Regions from separate parts of the Mus musculus genome. Here regions 1, 2, 3, 4 and 5 are each linked to region 6. The links are chromatin contacts, called in public HiCAR-type, HiChIP or PLAC-seq and promoter capture Hi-C maps. All regions are on one chromosome and are shown on one strand. Each heading gives the region's core, a stretch centred on a gene start, on an enhancer-like site or on the middle of the called end of the contact. The rest is flanking DNA. Distances are from core to core; before and after follow the strand shown.

The links. Promoter capture Hi-C pulls out the DNA fragments that hold promoters and counts their contacts. HiCAR-type assays count read pairs that join an accessible place to other places. HiChIP or PLAC-seq counts read pairs in DNA pulled down with a chosen protein or histone mark.
Region 1: a contact with region 6 is called in a promoter capture Hi-C map of hippocampal neurons, with 5 times the contacts expected there. The contact joins the promoter of Kcnmb1 here to the promoter of Pank3 in region 6. A contact is called at or near these places in 2 of 39 promoter capture datasets (hippocampal neurons and pre-B cells).
Region 2: a contact with region 6 is called in an H3K27ac HiChIP or PLAC-seq map of bone marrow-derived dendritic cells, with 10 times the contacts expected there. The contact joins the promoter of Lcp2 here to the promoter of Pank3 in region 6. A contact is called at or near these places in 1 of 39 promoter capture datasets (pre-B cells) and 1 of 115 datasets of contacts at active chromatin or transcription factors (bone marrow-derived dendritic cells).
Region 3: an H3K27ac HiChIP or PLAC-seq map of thymic regulatory T cells shows a contact between it and region 6, with 11 times the contacts expected there. The contact joins the enhancer-like site here to the promoter of Pank3 in region 6. A contact is called at or near these places in 1 of 39 promoter capture datasets (pre-B cells), 4 of 484 Hi-C or Micro-C datasets (B cells, CD4 T cells, Th1 cells and 1 more) and 2 of 115 datasets of contacts at active chromatin or transcription factors (large pre-B cells and thymic regulatory T cells).
Region 4: a HiCAR-type map of astrocytes shows a contact between it and region 6, with 3 times the contacts expected there. The contact joins the promoter of Foxi1 here to the promoter of Pank3 in region 6. A contact is called at or near these places in 2 of 39 promoter capture datasets (hippocampal neurons and pre-B cells) and 2 of 115 datasets of contacts at active chromatin or transcription factors (astrocytes and large pre-B cells).
Region 5: a promoter capture Hi-C map of hippocampal neurons shows a contact between it and region 6, with 3 times the contacts expected there. The contact joins the enhancer-like site here to the promoter of Pank3 in region 6. A contact is called at or near these places in 5 of 39 promoter capture datasets (the HPC-7 cell line, cranial neural crest, embryonic stem cells and 2 more) and 1 of 115 datasets of contacts at active chromatin or transcription factors (large pre-B cells).

Annotation. Positions count from the first base shown.
Region 1 is chr11:33,961,643-33,964,342 of GRCm38.p6, reverse strand. Kcnmb1 (potassium large conductance calcium-activated channel, subfamily M, beta member 1) reads right to left here and starts at 1,330. Exons shown (of 4, transcript NM_031169.4): 1 at 1,017-1,330. It also overlaps a transcript of Kcnip1 not described here.
Region 2 is chr11:34,045,528-34,048,227 of GRCm38.p6, reverse strand. Lcp2 (lymphocyte cytosolic protein 2) reads right to left here and starts at 1,300. Exons shown (of 21, transcript NM_010696.4): 1 at 797-1,300. The coding sequence starts at 874. The region is part of intron 4 of 4930469K13Rik (RIKEN cDNA 4930469K13 gene); the gene reads left to right.
Region 3 is chr11:33,938,400-33,941,099 of GRCm38.p6, reverse strand. It overlaps a transcript of Kcnip1 not described here. Among named protein-coding and RNA genes, the nearest start is that of Gm36395, 7.6 kb to the right of the region's middle. Within about 2 kb of position 1,374, at least 83 of the 459 cell types and tissues checked have an H3K27ac peak or open chromatin away from gene starts, as enhancers often do. A contact at or near this core is called in Th1 cells and thymic regulatory T cells, where this site is marked.
Region 4 is chr11:34,206,729-34,209,428 of GRCm38.p6, reverse strand. It overlaps Foxi1 (forkhead box I1), which reads left to right and starts at 1,340. Exons shown (of 2, transcript NM_023907.4): 1 at 1,340-1,961. The coding sequence starts at 1,406.
Region 5 is chr11:34,111,852-34,114,551 of GRCm38.p6, reverse strand. No RefSeq gene overlaps it. Among named protein-coding and RNA genes, the nearest start is that of 4930469K13Rik, 15 kb to the right of the region's middle. Within about 2 kb of position 1,386, at least 60 of the 459 cell types and tissues checked have an H3K27ac peak or open chromatin away from gene starts, as enhancers often do. A contact at or near this core is called in hippocampal neurons, where this site is marked.
Region 6 is chr11:35,768,232-35,770,931 of GRCm38.p6, reverse strand. Pank3 (pantothenate kinase 3) reads right to left here and starts at 1,437. Exons shown (of 7, transcript NM_145962.2): 1 at 985-1,437. The coding sequence starts at 1,012.

The DNA.
Region 1 (2,700 bases), core at 81-2,580, 1.8 Mb after region 6:
GATTTCCTTGTGGTGCTGGCTTTTTCCAGTGAGCCCTCCTAGACTCCTGAGCATTCCCAAGATAAATGACAGCAGGAGTCTGCTCAAGGCTACAGCATGGAAGCTCAGAAGGGAAAGGAAGGAAGGATGTCACCTGTTCCTGAGAGGTCTCGCTCCTGTGACTGGTTGTGCCTGTAATGTCCCGATGGCTCACCAGCTACATGAAGTGAGTTCAGTTTAAATGTAAAGCTTAGGTGGGAATCTGGGATGGGCCTAATGAGAACCTCCAGCAAGAAGGATATGAAGCTCTGATATGCACTGTGGCCTGAGACAGGAAGAAATGGGTTTCCATGATAACAGAAGAGATTTCAGGGAGACTATGCCGGATGTGAAACATTAAGTATCTCAGGACTCCTTGGATGGAATTCTGTAGAAAAGTCACCTGAGGTCTGGGCTTGATCTAGGAAAGTTGGAAAGGGTTAAAGAAGAGTCCTATGTGGCATAACTGTTGGGTTGTTGATCTCTTCCTTAGAAGGACTGGGGATAGAGTATGTAAGGGTTTTGGGGGAGTTTAGAGAAGAGAGGCCATCAGATATAAGACCGAGTCCTGGCTTTTCTACTTAGCAACCATATGACTGTTAAAACAAGAACAATAGTGCCCTCCTCAGGGTCCTGATGTAGACCCACCAACACTGCTGAGCGTCACCTCATAAATAAGTGATGCCCTCCATAAACAGGCGCCATCATTAACTGAGGAATTGAAGGAGCTTGGTGCACTCTGCCAGGCCTGTTTGTCGATCCCTATCCTGATGACAAGTGACAACACTGGTCCTGACTGGCTGGCCACAAAAGAGACGCCCAGACCAGGGTCAACAGGCCAGGCAGGCCCTCCGGTGCCAGAACTCTGATGGGCATCAGGAGAGGTAGGGATTTTCACCACCCTATCCATGCCATCACAGGCTGCTGTCTCCCACCATCTCCCCTCAGCCCCGGCTTCCTAGAAGCCCTTCCCAAGCTCTCTGGGATGTAGCACTCACAGTTCTCTGGGTCTCCGCTGGCTGGCAGATGGTTTCTCTCCACTCGCCCCACCCCCACCCCCACCCCAAGTCAGGCCTGGGAGCTCTAGCAGGAAGTTTGGTCTCCCAGCTGGTCTCCAGGGAAGCAGTCTCAGTCCCATCTGGGTCGAGCCTCCATGCCCAAACATGGTCAAGTCTGAGCACACAGCTTGCCCCGGGATAAAAACTCCACAAGCAGGTACCTAGCCTCACAGCCCTCAGCTGCTGTTGGGGACTCTGCCCCTGCATTTCCCAGAGTCTCCTGGGAAACAGATGTCAAACAGCAAAAGCCATTACCCACCCCACAAGGCCATCCTGATATATGTACAAAAATGTTTCTTCTACACTCCGTCTTTCAGGCTGGCAGAGAAGCCAGGAATAGGAAATGATCTTCCTTGTGTAGTGCAGGGGAGGGAGGTAGAGGGGTTGGGCTTGTCACTAGCCCATGTTATATCCACACCAGTGCAGCCAAAGCCTCCCACCTTTGTCCCTGACTTCCTGTGTGACTCTGAACAAGTCACTGAACCTCTCTGGACCTCTGTCTTCTCCCTTCTATAATTAATAGCATTTTGAAAACTTAACTTTATTCTGGATTGTTAAGTTAGAGATGGAGTTCAGAGAAAGGAGGAAATTCCGCCTTTTAAAGACCACTGGGGCTGAGGCTGGTAGCGGTGGGTCCCACAGCTGCTTCCGGCCAGCCGTCCAGGTCCAGGGACAGTGCCATGCTGGGGACCTCCCACAGACTGACTCTGCTTCATAGGCAGAAAGTTATTGCAGCCAATACGACAACTGAACATTGGTACTGGAGGTAGGGGTGGGGGGCAAACCTGCTTTTGCACTCCGGGTCCTTGTGGATAAAGAGAGCACTGTAAGAGTTGGGAAAGCAAGAACAAGCCCCGCCCCACCCCTGCCCCAACCCCGGCCCCGCCCCCGCCCCGCCCTCCTTACACCTTGGTGCCCTGCTAGTCATCTGCACAGAACTTGATGCCTGGTCCAGAGTTTCTCTACTTGATGAACAGAGACAGATTGGAAGTTGGCCCCTCCCAGTGTCAAATCCCAGCCATCTCTGCCACCAAGGGACTGTTCTAACACCTCAAACCATACCTCTGTTATGTCTCCAGCCACCTAAAGTTCTAGAAGTAGCCTCTGGTGTCCCCAGGCCCAGGGCAGTGGGTGCATCTTAGATATTCCTGATCACTAGGTGTTAGCACCTCTCACCTAAGCCTAACACCTGATAATCAGGGCCCTCTAAGGCCCAGAAAGAAAGTTGTCACTCAAGGCTCCTTGACACTCTGGGGGGTGAACAGCACCCCATCCCCCTTTAGTCACTGACTCTAACTAGAGAGACAACTACCTGTTTAGTTGCCTCATAGCAACTGGAGATTTATTAGTGTGCATGTGCCTGCATGTGTGTGTGGTGCTTAAATGATTTGTGCATGTGTGTGTGATATGTGTGTGTTTGGATAGGTATGGTGTGTGTATTATGTGTGTATGATATTGTGTATATGTGTGTGTACTTGATATTTTCACACATGCATGCATTCATGGAAACCAAAGGGAGACATTGGGTGTTTTTCTCCATCTGGCCCACCTCAGGAAGGACCTTTCGGCTGAGCAGCAGTGGGACCCGCCTTTAATCCCAGCACTCAGGAAGCAGAGGCAGGTG
Region 2 (2,700 bases), core at 51-2,550, 1.7 Mb after region 6:
TCACAGTTAGCTGTTAACAAGGATCTTGCCTATCTCCTCCTATCCTGGAAATCAGGACAGCAGAACTCTGGTCCAGCCTGACTTCTAAGTCTGCTGAACTTGTCTTCTACGTCCCTAACTATCCTGGGGCTTATGTCTGTTTTCTGGACAGCTTTCCAGGATTCTCATAAAACTCCAGTGAGGCTCTGGCCAATAAAGAGACTCTAGCCTTCTTCCAGGATCATGAACAACAGATGTCAAAACACCAGTGTTCATCCAGCTCTCTGTTCTAACCTCCTGCCCTGCCTGTTCATTTTCCTACCCCATCTCTCCCTTTCTAGTAAGTAGCCTTTACCACAGTAAGCCTCTGCAGCTCAGAGCATGTGCTTTAAGGCTAAATAGGCAAGACTCCAATCTAACCTGATTGCAGAAGACTCAAGAGCTTTGGAACGCTTCAACTCCCCGAGCTGACTTTTCAGCTGAGCAAAATAATGATGTTGTTACAACGCAACACTGTCAATGCAGATTGTTAGTATGTCAACACGGATCTCCCATGACAGTGGGTTGTGTCTGACAAGACACAGTCTGTAGAGCACTGGAAGTACAGGCAGTGTGTCTAGGGACTTGTGTAGCTGAGGGCCCTCCCCCCTATCTTTCTCTACAGGACACGTTACCAAGAAAGCAATGTCTGTCTGTCTCCTATATCTACCACTATACCATACACCTTCCACATACTGTCCACAGTCCACCTCCTGTCTCTGCCCACCCAACCAAAGACATACCAGACCAACCAAAGGCACAAGAGGGAAAGACCCACCTTCCTGAAATAGTCAGCGAGGTTGTCTGAGTTCCAGGCTAGGACCTCTGAGCGAAACGGGACATTCTTCAAGGCCATGGCTGCTCTACAGGGAGAGGCTCACAAACTGAGGAGAGGCGATGCAGCCATGAACAGGGGAAAAGCCCAGATCCAGAGCTCTGAGGTGTCCTTGGCTCTTCTGATTCCCAGATGCTCTCAGGAACACCCTTGTTGAAGAGGACTCTTTTCTGCTGTAGCCAGATCCCCAAAAGCAGCGGCTTCCCCTGTGAACAAATATGGTCTCTTCTCAGAAAACGACTCAGCTAGTTTCCTTTACCACTTCCTCTGCTGACTTCTAAATAAGTAAACAAGGAAGGACAGCTCTGGGGGTTCATAATGCAGAGAGAGAGAGAGGGGAGAGAGAGAGAGAGAGAGAGAGAGAGAGAGAGAGAGAGAGAGAGAGAGAGAGAGATTGTTAATTCCCCACTGGCCCAGACACCCCAGCCAAGCAGGAAGAGGAACAAAGGGGGCTTAAACTCCAGTGTCAGTTCAAGTATTTTTTTTCCCATTAGTATTACAGACACTCAAAGCTGGGCACCATATTTGTGCTTGGCTGACTCTTTGCAGATAAGGATCTCTTTTGACAGTTCCTTAAAATTATCTATAATTTCATCCACTAGTGAACTGTGGGAGAAGGAAGATAGTCTCTCAATGTTTTCTGACCTCCTTCCCCACCAGTTTGTTCTTATTGAAAGCAGTGTGGCCTTCAGCTGCTTCTTGGTGTTATGAAGCCTGGCTCCTTAGCAGCCAGGAGAGGTAATAATGCTACAGGTCAGAGGAACAGCTCCATTTCTGATAGGAATGTTTATGCACTGTAGCTTTGAGCATGAAATGACAGTCTAGGCAGACAGTTTCCATATCTGCAAGGCAGGGAAACAAAGGGGTTATACACATAAAACTTTAATGCATTTGCTAGGCAAATGTAAAGATAAAAAGTTTAAAGAATTGTTGCTATTGATGGCACACCTTCTATACGCTGTGCTTTTTTTGTCTTATATTCTGTCTACCATTGTTTCTTCCATATATGGCATTTGCTTTTGATTCTACCATATGCCTAGGCAAAGAGTATATATAATGCCTGGAGATGGGAGAGGGGGATCTGTTGCTTCCTCCTCCAGTCTCAGACTCTATACACTTCTCACAGACTGATACAACCATTGGCAGTGAGTGTGACCTGAGGTTAAAGCATTGGTGCATAAGGCAACCTGCAAACGCAGGTTAGCCAGGATTCCATCTGTATGTGCACATACATGAGTGCACATATGGAAATGCACACACACACACACACACACACACACACACACACACACACACCTAGTTCTCTGTTCCAATGCTTGAATAGCGCACCATTGGTACGTGAGGTGCTGTTCCTGAAGGTTTGTCAAGGGTAGCTTTAGTCATGTGTGCTTTCCATTTTCTATAGACTACAGGAAGCCCTGCTGCCTCTAGCAGCTGTCTCAGTACCTGATTGTGAGCTTAAATGAGATGCAGATGCAGATGCAGTGCCAGGCCCAGTCCCTGAAACATGCTCCATGCTGCTGATCTGCAGGAAATGCCCAGGTATGTTACATAAAGCTCAACTGTGGCTGACGCTCAATGGACCACTGCCCTGCTGCTCCAAAGCTCCCTTCTCAGTGAGAGACATTATTTCATCTTTCAAATCAGCAGCATGGCAGCCAATTGAAAATGGAGAGTAAAGAAGGCATCATGGAATGAACCTAGGCTTTATGTATAAGCTTGGAGAGTGGAGTGGATAGGTGAGAATTCTGGACCCCAGTCAATCAAATAACCAATCAATCAAATAACCAATCAATCAATCAATGTCAAAATAGAGAAATTCTAGGAAAAGGAATATTGCAGATCAT
Region 3 (2,700 bases), core at 125-2,624, 1.8 Mb after region 6:
TTTCTTCTGACCCCGTTAGCATTTTCCATTGGTCCAGTCAGAACATAAGGAGAGGAACACCCATCTCTTCAAGTAGAGTAAGGAGAATCTGTAGTCCCTTTCTGAGTGTTCTGGCCAGACCAAGAACACCCTGACTCCTAAAGAAAGAGAACAGGTTTTCAACCATGAAGATAGACTGAGAACAAGGGTAAGCCAGTGATCCGCATGAGGGAACTGATCAGGATGGCCAGGAAAGCCTGTCATAATGTTCCAGACTGCCCTGATTGCCTGGAGATCCAAAGATCCTTAAGATAGCCACCTTAGCTTAGAAAGGACCCACTCACATTTACAGACTGCAGAGTTTTCCTAGGAAGAAACAAATACCAGAGTCACCCCATTCCGGAGCCCTTCTGAACATGTCCGCACACACCTGAACTTGCTTTCCCTCCCATCACAAGAGCAAGTGACAGACTGACTTAAAGAGACAAAGACCATGCAGATCCAGTCAACAGCAAACAGACAAATCACAGGTGGTCACCAAACATTCATTCATTCAACAAACCACACAGAGCCTGGACACACAGGCTGATCAGGCAAGTTCTGCAGACCAAACTTACCTCTGGAGGTGTTCAGAACAAATGACATCCAATTTGCTCTTGTGAGAGGCTGCATCCAGGTGCCACTGGAACATTCGGCAGCCTTTTGTCAGAAAGGATTTTCATGGGGCCCTAGAAAGTCTCAGGATGGGTGTCCTCTAAGAGTCCTCATTGCCTGTGCACTTTTCCCAACTCGTGGGGGTCAAGAGGCCTCTACATGTCTGGATTCAGTCTGGGATCCCAGTGGGACTTCTAAACTGTTACAGGAAGCTCACTAGAGATGACCACTCAGACACAATGTGTAGCCAATTAAGCCTTTATTCCAGAAGACTGGGACCACGCCCACGTGTTCAGGGGCTGAGGTATGGTCTGAGAGCATCCAAACCAAGGGGTTTTTTAAGGCAAAACCCTCATTCTGGCATCTTGTTCAGCAGCTGCAGAGGGAGGATAGAAGCGGGAGTGGGGTGGGGTGGGGTGGGGTGGGGTGGAGTGGGGACTTCACAGAGGAAGAAGTTCAAAGCAAGCAGTGTTAGCAGATGCTAAGATAAGTGGTTAGCTGGAGGAGGTTCTGCACAAACAGGCAGTTTTTTAACAAAAGTTAAGATAAGCTGGCTAGGAACTCAGTTCCTAGAACAGAGTTGGGTAATTTTCTATGGGATTCTTCATCAAGGAAGTCAGATTTTAGTTAAACTGGGAATGGCCTCAGCAAGAACACAAGATGGAGGAACCTCTGCACTGTCTTGCCTGGTCAGTTTCTTCCTCACTTAACACATGGCATGTACCAAGCTACAGTAGCTATTGGCCAGTAGATGGTGTGATCTATCAGCTCATCAAATAACCTCGTGTGAGCGAGCATGACTACATACCAAGTCTGACATGTGTATTTCCTGGGGAAGTCGTCAGTAGATACATGGCTTATCTCATAATCAATGGCTTCTCATGACTAAGGAAAGGTAGCCTGGAGATTTTCAAGGAGAGGACTCAAGACCCTGGCAAATGGTGTAGTAAGGAAGCAAAACTGACCACTTAGCTGAGGGTTACTCCAGGATGTGACCAATGAATTTTTAACAAAGAAGTCAACACCCTAGGGAGGCGGGCTTCTTTGAAATCCATTTTAAAAAGCTCTGCCTGATACTATTGGTAACTTACAGAACATGAATCAGAATCCACCTGGGCATCCCTGAATTTACAATGGCCTATACCTCACATCTCCACCTAGACCACAACGCTTCCTGAGGGCAGAGCGAAGCTCACAGAGTCACTCTACCTGCATCCTGCTGCTGCAGAGAGGCTCCTGCCATGCCACTGCAGACTTAAGGGTGAAGATTACACTGTTGCTCAAAACCCAGCGTCATCTTCAGCAGGGAGGTGACAGTGACTTTCTTCACAGTGATGTCTAGTTAAGGAGCTGGCCCTCCCAGCAAGCGTATGCTTGACTCACAAAGCAGCTCAGCTGTGTGGCTTCAGGCAAGCTGCCTCATTTGCTGAGCTGCTGCGCCACAGATCTTATCCTCCTCCGTGGTACAGGAAGAGAAAGCGCTTCTGACTGCACATAAACCCAGGGACCGACTACGGACAGAGCAGATACTCTAAAGAACAAAAGGGCACCAGCAGCTGCTGATGTTACCTGGTTAAATGAAGTCAACTTGAAATCCCAGCAGAGGCCATCAACCAGAGGAAGAGTGGAGAGGGGGAAGGGCAGAGCTTATGAAGGAAGGCTGGAGAAAGGGCTGTGAGTGGCTTATGGAAGTTCCCTACCCCTGAGGCCTGGCTTAGAGCAGGGCTGTGTGGTGTAGGAGCTGTTTATTAACCCTTAGGGAATCTCTACAATTTAGCCTGTAATCTGCTTCCCTCCCCCTTCCCCCTCCAAACACCTACTGAGTATATGCTCTTTGTCAAATAATTCCCCAGGAGTCAAGTAGCCTGGATTTTTGAGAGTATAAACAGACTTATTCAGCAACCCACACAGAACAGGTAGAAAACACCTGTCAGAACCACATTAATGTTCTGAAGTCACTCTCTCCCCCCCACCCCCCAACACACACATACACCCTTCATAGCAGCCAGACAAAAAGCAAGTGGTTGCCCACCCAGTGAAGGCCTTCTTTCCCTCTCGGCCTGCAGA
Region 4 (2,700 bases), core at 91-2,590, 1.6 Mb after region 6:
GCCCCAAGAGAAAACTGGCCTTGGCTAAGCAGCAATGGGAAGCGGGGCCTGCTTGTAAGCACTGTCTCTGAGACTAAAAGACAGGAGAAGGACGAGAGCAGCCGGTGTGTGTGTGTGTGTGTGTGTGTGTGTGTGTGTGCTTGCATTGCCTAGCTCCGCATTGCCTAGCTCCCTCAGTGCCAGGGGTCTCTGCACAACAACTTCCACAGATGTTGGATCAACTGAGGATCAGGGGAGACTGCTGTGCCTTAAAGCTAGAAAGAAACTTGAATCGTGGGTGTTCTTTCTCATTTCTACCTAAAATCCAGTTCCCATCCTCTATCTTTTGATGTTCTTTTTAAGAGCCCTGCTGCTCATCTTGGGGGGTTTCCAGGCCATGTCCACAGCAGCCTTCACATTGTCTTCTTTCGGCCTACAGTGTGTGTGTGTGTGTGTGTGTGTAAGTCTCTGTGTGATATGTGTGTGTGTCTCTGTATGTGGTATATGTAAGAGTGTGTGTGTGTGCATGTGCATATGTGTATGGTATATGTGTGTGTGGTATATGTAAGAGTGTGTGTGTATGTGGTGTATGAGAGAGAAAGAGAGAGAGAGAGAGAGAGAGAAGAATGAGAAGGGGGAGGGGGAGATAGAGAGAGAGGGAGGAATGGGGAGGGCAAGAGAGGAGAGAGAGAGAGAGGGAGGAGTGGGAGAGAGAGAGAGAGAGAGAGTTAGGAGCAGAAGGGAGCCACATGTGTCCTCTCCAGAGGCCAAACTGCTCTCTGACTCTACAGGAGCTGTAGAGTGTCCTGGCAACTCTAGAAAATGCATCTAGCCTTCCAAAGACCAAAGCATGAGCTGCTGATATATAGGGGTGGGGTGGGTGAGGTGGGTGGGGTGGGGTAGGTGGGGGTTCATCAGAGAATGAGGGGCAGGAGTGGAAGGGAAAACAAGGGCTCAAGAGCAAGAAACAAGAGTGAGAGACAGAATGAAGCAGGCAAAGAGAAGGGAAAGAAAGTGTGAGAAACAAAGAAAGCAACACAGAATAGCCTGTGGAGAAGATGGGAAGGAGGGAGAAAGGCAGGGAACGTGAGGAGGGAGGGAAAATGCAAGGGAAAGAGAAAGGTACTCTGGAACGATGGGAAAGAAAACAGGGGGAGGATGGAAGGGAGCTCTTGTCACTTGGGGTACTGGTTCCAATAAGTCTCCTTTAGCATGTCATTAGTGGGAACTAAGGCCACAGGCAGCTAAGGCAAGAGGGAGGCGGGCCCTGGTCGGGAGCTGCTGGCAGGTGGCCGCCCCTGGGTGGGGCCACCCAGCCAAGCCCTGGGGGTATAAGTCACAGGAGGCCAGGACCTGCTGAGCACCTGTCAGGGGCAGCTCCAGAGAACACAGGTGCGGCCGGTGGCTACCCGAAGCCAGCTCCAGCATGAGCTCCTTCGACCTCCCAGCGCCTTCACCACCTCGGTGCAGTCCCCAGTTCCCCAGCATCGGCCAGGAGCCCCCGGAGATGAATCTTTACTATGAGAATTTCTTCCACCCTCAGGGCATGCCCAGTCCTCAGCGCCCAACCTCCTTCGAAGGTGGTGGCGAATACGGGACCACTCCCAACCCCTACCTCTGGCTCAATGGGCCGGCCATGACCCCACCACCCTACCTGCCTGGCACTAACGCCAGCCCCTTTCTACCCCAGGCCTATGGCATGCAGAGGCAGCTACTGCCCAGCGACCTGGGCTGGCTGCCCATCCCCTCTCAGGAAGAGCTCATGAAGCTGGTACGCCCACCATATTCCTATTCAGCCCTCATTGCCATGGCAATCCACGGTGCGCCCGACCAGCGCCTCACACTGAGCCAGATCTACCAGTACGTGGCCGACAACTTTCCCTTTTACAACAAGAGCAAGGCTGGCTGGCAGAACTCCATCCGCCACAACCTGTCACTCAACGACTGCTTCAAGAAGGTGCCCCGAGATGAGGACGACCCAGGTAAGACAAGTAGCAGTGCATATGGAATAGGAGACCATCCCTTGAAAGGCTGTAGGCATCCCTGAGGGCTCATTTTATTTTTGTTCCGAACTCTGTTCTAAAAAGTTCTGACTGGAGCTGCTAGGAGACAGAGCTGAAGGGAATCCACAGTAGAGGAGAATGTGAGCCCTGGGAACAGATTCAGGCTTCTGCTGTGCCTCAGTTTCCTCGTCGAAAGAATAACAGGGAGGGGAGTTGGTCAGTCTTTGATGTGCGCCAACACTCAGAATCCTGCATGTGTATCTCGGTGCCCAGCACATGACAAGTCCTGGGCAGGACTAGACCAAGCCAAGCCAGAGTGTGTCACAGCCACACCTGTAGTAGAGAGGACCTGACCATGGCTGGGCACCGCTGATGGCCCCATGGCACAGCTCTGACCTTTCCCTCCATTTGGAACCTCTTTTAATGCTGGCAGCTCTCTATATAGGGTGTCTTTTAGTGAACCCATTGCACAGATGAGAAAAATAGCATTTGTGTGTAAAGCTGCTTCTCTAAAGTGGCATAGACCGGAATGGCAGTGATCGTATTCAGCTCAAATGGCGTAGACCAGAATGGCAGTGATCATGTTCAGCTTAAATGCAGCTCCTACACTAAGACTGGAGCATCCCTTCTAAAAGGTGAGCAGGAGACATTGCCGAGAGGAGTGTGAAGCATTCCGACATCCAGTTTCCAGGCCCAAACACTAGTGTTGTTCTCACAT
Region 5 (2,700 bases), core at 137-2,636, 1.7 Mb after region 6:
GGTATGGGGGACTTTTGGGATAGCATTGGAAATGTAAATGAGGAAAATACCTAATAAAAAGTATTTTAAAAACAGGAAAGAAAGCAGGCTGAGCAAGCCATGGGGAGCAAGCCAGTAAGCAGCACCCCTCCATGGCTTCTGCATCAGTGCTTACTTCCAGGTACCTGCCCTGTTTGAGTTCCGGTCCTGACTTCCTTCAGTGATGGACTACAACGATGGGCATACACACCAAATAAAAACCTTTCCTTCTCAACACACTTTGAGTCACTGTGTTTCATCACAGCAATAGAAATCCTGAGACACAGGTCAAACCTTCACAGACCGGACCCTCAGACAATATGAGCCAAACAAATCTTTTTTCATTTAAATGGTTTCTGCCAAGTATTTGGTCACAGAGATGATAAAAGTAGCTAACACAGAAGATCCATTGTCCTTGGGAAGCTGGGAGGAGATACCCTAGACCTCCCAAAATGACCTTGATGGAGCTGCTTGGTATTCATTAGTCTGTTTCTTCACTTGCCAAAGTAAGAGCCCTGGGCTTAATGATTTCTGGGTACCAGGTACCACGTGGTGTTGTGTAGAGGCAGTACAGGCTCCAGAGGCAGGTGACTAGTAGCCCAAGCTCTTTGTTCAACCAGTGTCCTGGCAGTGGGTACAGCACATGTGTGAGTCTCAGCTTTGCATCCACCAGTGGGGGTGATAATGGTGTGTACCAAGCCCAGTCAGTGCCTTCCAATTAAAAAGTCCAGGAACTCCCCGTGCAGAGTAGAGATACCATGCATGCTTATTCTAGTCCTTCAAGGCAGCTCAGTGAGCAAGCAGGCAGCTCTGAGACAGAAGGCAGATGTTTGAAACCAGCCAGCACTGTCACTTTCTGCCAGGGACTTTGGACAGGTTGCTTGCTCTGTCTAAACCTGTTTCTCTCATGTAAAATGCTGTGGGGTTTGCCAGAATCCAATGAAATATATTACATATGTGGAATGTCATCCTACAGTTAGAGTACATATATGCAGCCACATATAACATCTCAGAATGGTCTCAGATTTGTTTCCTATAGACCAGTGGTTACTGGGATTTTAGTGACTATACTATTTATTGCCTCTGTTTTCATCCGGACAGGATTGTACCCCTAAGCCACTAATCAAATATCTGTTTATCTCAGATATCCTAATCACCAAGACTTGCCGACCCGCAGTCCTCACGACCTCAATATATTGCCCTAACTGCTGTTAAAGCCCCAGTCAGGACAGCACAGCAAGCACAAGAAACTCAAATGACTGAGATGGGAGCTGCTAATTTAAATGAATAGCTTTGGCAAAGGGAGCTCTCCCCTAGGGTGTGAGGGAGATAATGGTGGCCAGTGTTTGGAGGCTGGAGCCTGCCTGTTGTTTGCTGCCTCTAGGGCCAAGCATTGCTATAGCAACAAATGACTTAGCAACAGCTTTGAACAGACTGCTTCTTTGAAAGAATTTACATAATAGAGATTATGGTTACAGTCTCTCAGGAAGGGAAAACAGGACTTTTCTTGTCCTCTTAAACATTAAGGACATTTGAAGGACCAATCCCTTCTCAAAAGCTGTACTGTAAGTGGGTGGGGAGGCTAGAAGGCTGTGCATCACAGTACTGGCAGTAGCTTCCTAAGAGATTAAAGGTGAACCTTGATTTCTTTGGGGGCACACGTGGTGGTTAGAGACTTTCCCCCCTGCTTTTCTTTTTATTTAAAGTAATATTTCTATTTCATTTCTGAATATCATGATATTTATTCATCCATCCTTCATATTCCATTTCCCTATCATCAAACATAATTGTGAATTGAATATATTTAAGATTTATTTTTATTAATTCTTAGCTAGCACATAACTATGCATATTAATGCAGTGCCATGCGAGATTTTGATACACGGATGCCCTGTATAATGTTTAAAATAAGGTAAGCAGGCCCATTTCCACAAATGTCACTTATTTATGGTGACAGGTTTCAGTTATTTTAGTAAAAAATTTTAACCTTAAAAATAATACACTGAGCAGAATGCACAAGCCTAGCAATATGGAGAAGGTATCTGTGGCCCAGGGCAGGATTTGGCCTAGCATTGGTGGAGAAATGCCTTTAGGAGCTTCAAAAAACATAGCTGTCAATATCTGATGGGAACACCCCAAAGGTTAGTCAGTGACACGAGAGCTGACCTCTGCTGAGGAGTGAGTTCGGATCCTGCTGTGTTTACCCGGTGAGAACTATTCCCATTTGTCATTTCTTAACTCAGAAGTGCATGGAGCCATCTCCCAAGACCAAAGAGTCCCAAGACAAAAGCATAACAGGGAAAATCTGTGTAGGTGTGAGGTGAAGGTTTCACATGACTCATATGACCTCTGGGGGAAATGAGATTGAAGAGACAGCACAGTGCCTGAATGTGTGTGTTTCTGCAGTTGCTATTGCATTGTATCATTATGACAAAGCCTCTCAAGTGAATGATTTAAAAGAAAGAGATGCTTATCGGGTTCACAGTTTCAGAAAGTTCAGCATACAGTCCCCCGGTCTTATTGTTCCAGGCCGGTAGCAAGACCGTTTGTAACTGTGGGTGAGATCGAGGAAGCTGCTCACTTCACGACATCTGTGAAGGGCCAGGATCTGAAGAACCCTTTCAGGGGCACACCACCCAGCCATGATCTAAATGTCCTTGGCTATGCACCACCCCCTAGGGTT
Region 6 (2,700 bases), core at 188-2,687:
CTAAAAGTCACTGAAGCAAAGTTCTCTTTCCTCATCTTTAAGCACTGAGAACTCTCACGTTTTAAGTAAATGTTTCTGGACTGCGTTGGAAGCTGAGTCTGTGAGGTTTATGGGAACAGGCAGGGAAGATGTTCATGCCCCCTTTACAGCTGACCTCTAGGCGCAGTTGTAGATGGCATAAAACACTAAAATCTGTAAAACCTCTATGACAGGAACACAGATCCCCACATGCCCAGTTAGTAGAGAATGAAAGAACAACATTCACAAAGACTGAGCCAATAAACAAGCCAACCGCAGGAATAAGAGGCATTTAAAAGACAGCTTGTGAACCTTGATGTGTCTCTCATAACAGGGTTAGAACCTTTGCATGTATATGCATGTACAACTACAGAAAAAAGCTCGAGGTATTTATCACCATATTAATGTGTTCGAAATAGCTGAAATACGATGTTTAACCTTGGTGTTTATCTGCTCCCTAAAACACAAAACCAGCTGATTTTCTAAACTGCCCAAGCCATTAATTTATCTACAGGCAGAGTACATGCACAAGCGTTGAACAGCTCCAAATGCAAGGCTGACAACTCCCAGGAACCCACCTGGACTTCAAGGACACGCGCAGGAAACCCAGAAACTGGGGAAAATGGGAGGGAGGTGGTGTACCAACCCCTATCTGACAGCCATGACTACCTCTTTTCAAGAGGGGCCTGGTAGCTGTGCTCCCATTTTGGTAAAACCCGAGTCAAGATTCTCCCGTGCACCTCCCAGATCTGCAGGAGCAAGAGAGCAGCGGGCAGGGGGACCGCAGGAGCCTGGCCCTCATGCATGGGGGTGGGGAAGCCCGCCGCCTGCAACCTGGGGCTGCAGCGATCCCTCCCTTCCCTCCCTGGCTGGCGTCCGAGAACAGTCGCGAGCTTAAAGCGGGCCGCTCCGCCAGAGGCTCCAAGGCCCGTCTTCCCAACCCACGGGTCCCCGGTCCCATCTTACAGGGTTTTTTGGCATCCTTGATCTTCATGGCGTCGGCCTAAGGCGCGAGGGGTAGCCTCGGGTGCAGAGCTCAGCGAGGAGAGGTGAATACTCCGGAGCTGGCTGGGCCGCGCGGCGAGGCCCGGCCGGTTCCTCCCCTCAGGCCGGGTGGGGCGGGCCTAGGGCGGGGCGGCGGCGCCTGAGGCCACAGGCGGCCCACGGGGCGGCCCAGCAACCCCGCAAGGGGCGGCCGGGACCGAGCGAGCCGGGGAAGGCCGCGGGCCTCGCCGCTCCGTGGCCCCCCGCAGCCGCTCCGAACAAAAGGCCCCGGTCCCCCGAGCCGCCGCCGCCGCCGCCGCCGCACTGAGAAATAGCCCGCCCAGGCCCAGCGCCCACGTGACTCAGGCCTCCTCGCCTCGCTCTCCGCGGGGCTGCTAGGAGTTGTAGTTCTCCGTAGAGTGAGGCTCCACTCTCCTGCGGCAGATGCTCAGGCGGACTACAAAGCCCAGGATGCCTCTCGACCCCTATTTCTAGCCCCCCTCCGCTTCCGGAGATCGCCTCAGAGTGGTCCCAGCGGGGAAGAGGCGGAGCCTTAGTCACGCCAGCAAGGAGGCCGCCAATGGTAGCAAGCCGTGGGCGGTCCTGGCAATTCCCGGGCTCTGGTCTCGTAGCGGCTGAAAGAAGAGAGGGGTTGTGAACTCTGAGGGCGCTGTGGCTGTCACGCAGTCGCAGATTTTCCTCTTGATGGTTTTTCCCTGTGATGGCTGTGTCAAAATTCAGGGGTCCAGACCACTGAATACGTTTGATGAGATAAGTCATCCGCTAAAGGAACACCTTGAATATTGGGGTTGGAAGGTCACTAAAGATGGTAACATTTGCTACATAATTATTATTTAATGTAATGTAGTCTAGCAGCCTTTTGAGTCACATGCGAGTTTTATTTACTGTGAAGATACGGCAGGAACGAGGCAGTCGAAACACTTGAAAGTTGTAGTATGGTCGTGGTGCAACGCCTTTAATCCCTGAACTCTGTGGAGGCAGAGGCAGGCAGATCTCTGGAAATTCGAGGCCAGCCTGGTCTACAGAGCGAGTTCCAGGACACCCAGAGCTACAGAGAAACCCTGTCTCATAAAACAAAACGTTTGAAAGCACATGCCTTTCAGGTTCCTCACAGGATCTCTCTAGTCTAGCTCCTCATTATAAAGAGGAAAGTGACTTTCAGAGAAAAGAATTAGATGCACCAGTTCTCAGAATAAACCCAGGATACCCTTTTCTCTACGCCTCTTGTGATTTGAGATCATCCATCGGAAAAGGAAGAGATGGTATCAAGGACATGGCCTCTCCTCCACTTTTATGTCTTAGATGGCAAAGAATTCAGTCATTGACAATATGTGGCTTGGTAGGAACCTCCATGTGCTTGCCCCTGGGGAGTTGGCCCTGGAAGATAGCATTCCAAGAAACAATCTAACTGGCGAGCTCTGCTGTCCTGCCTTTGCTGATTGCTATAGTTTGGATTTAGTTGCTCTAAGCCAAAATTCACACTGAGGCTTCATTTCTCAATGAAGTAGTGTGAGAAGGTGGGGCCTTCAGGAAGTGACTGGGTAATGGGGACACCAGTCTTGCGGTTGATCAATGACTTTCTCTAGAGACTGTATTACATCTCATGGGACTAGGTTAGAGCTTATGGGAATGAGTTGGGTCTGGCAGGTCTGGTTTAATTACTGTGTACTGGTGGAT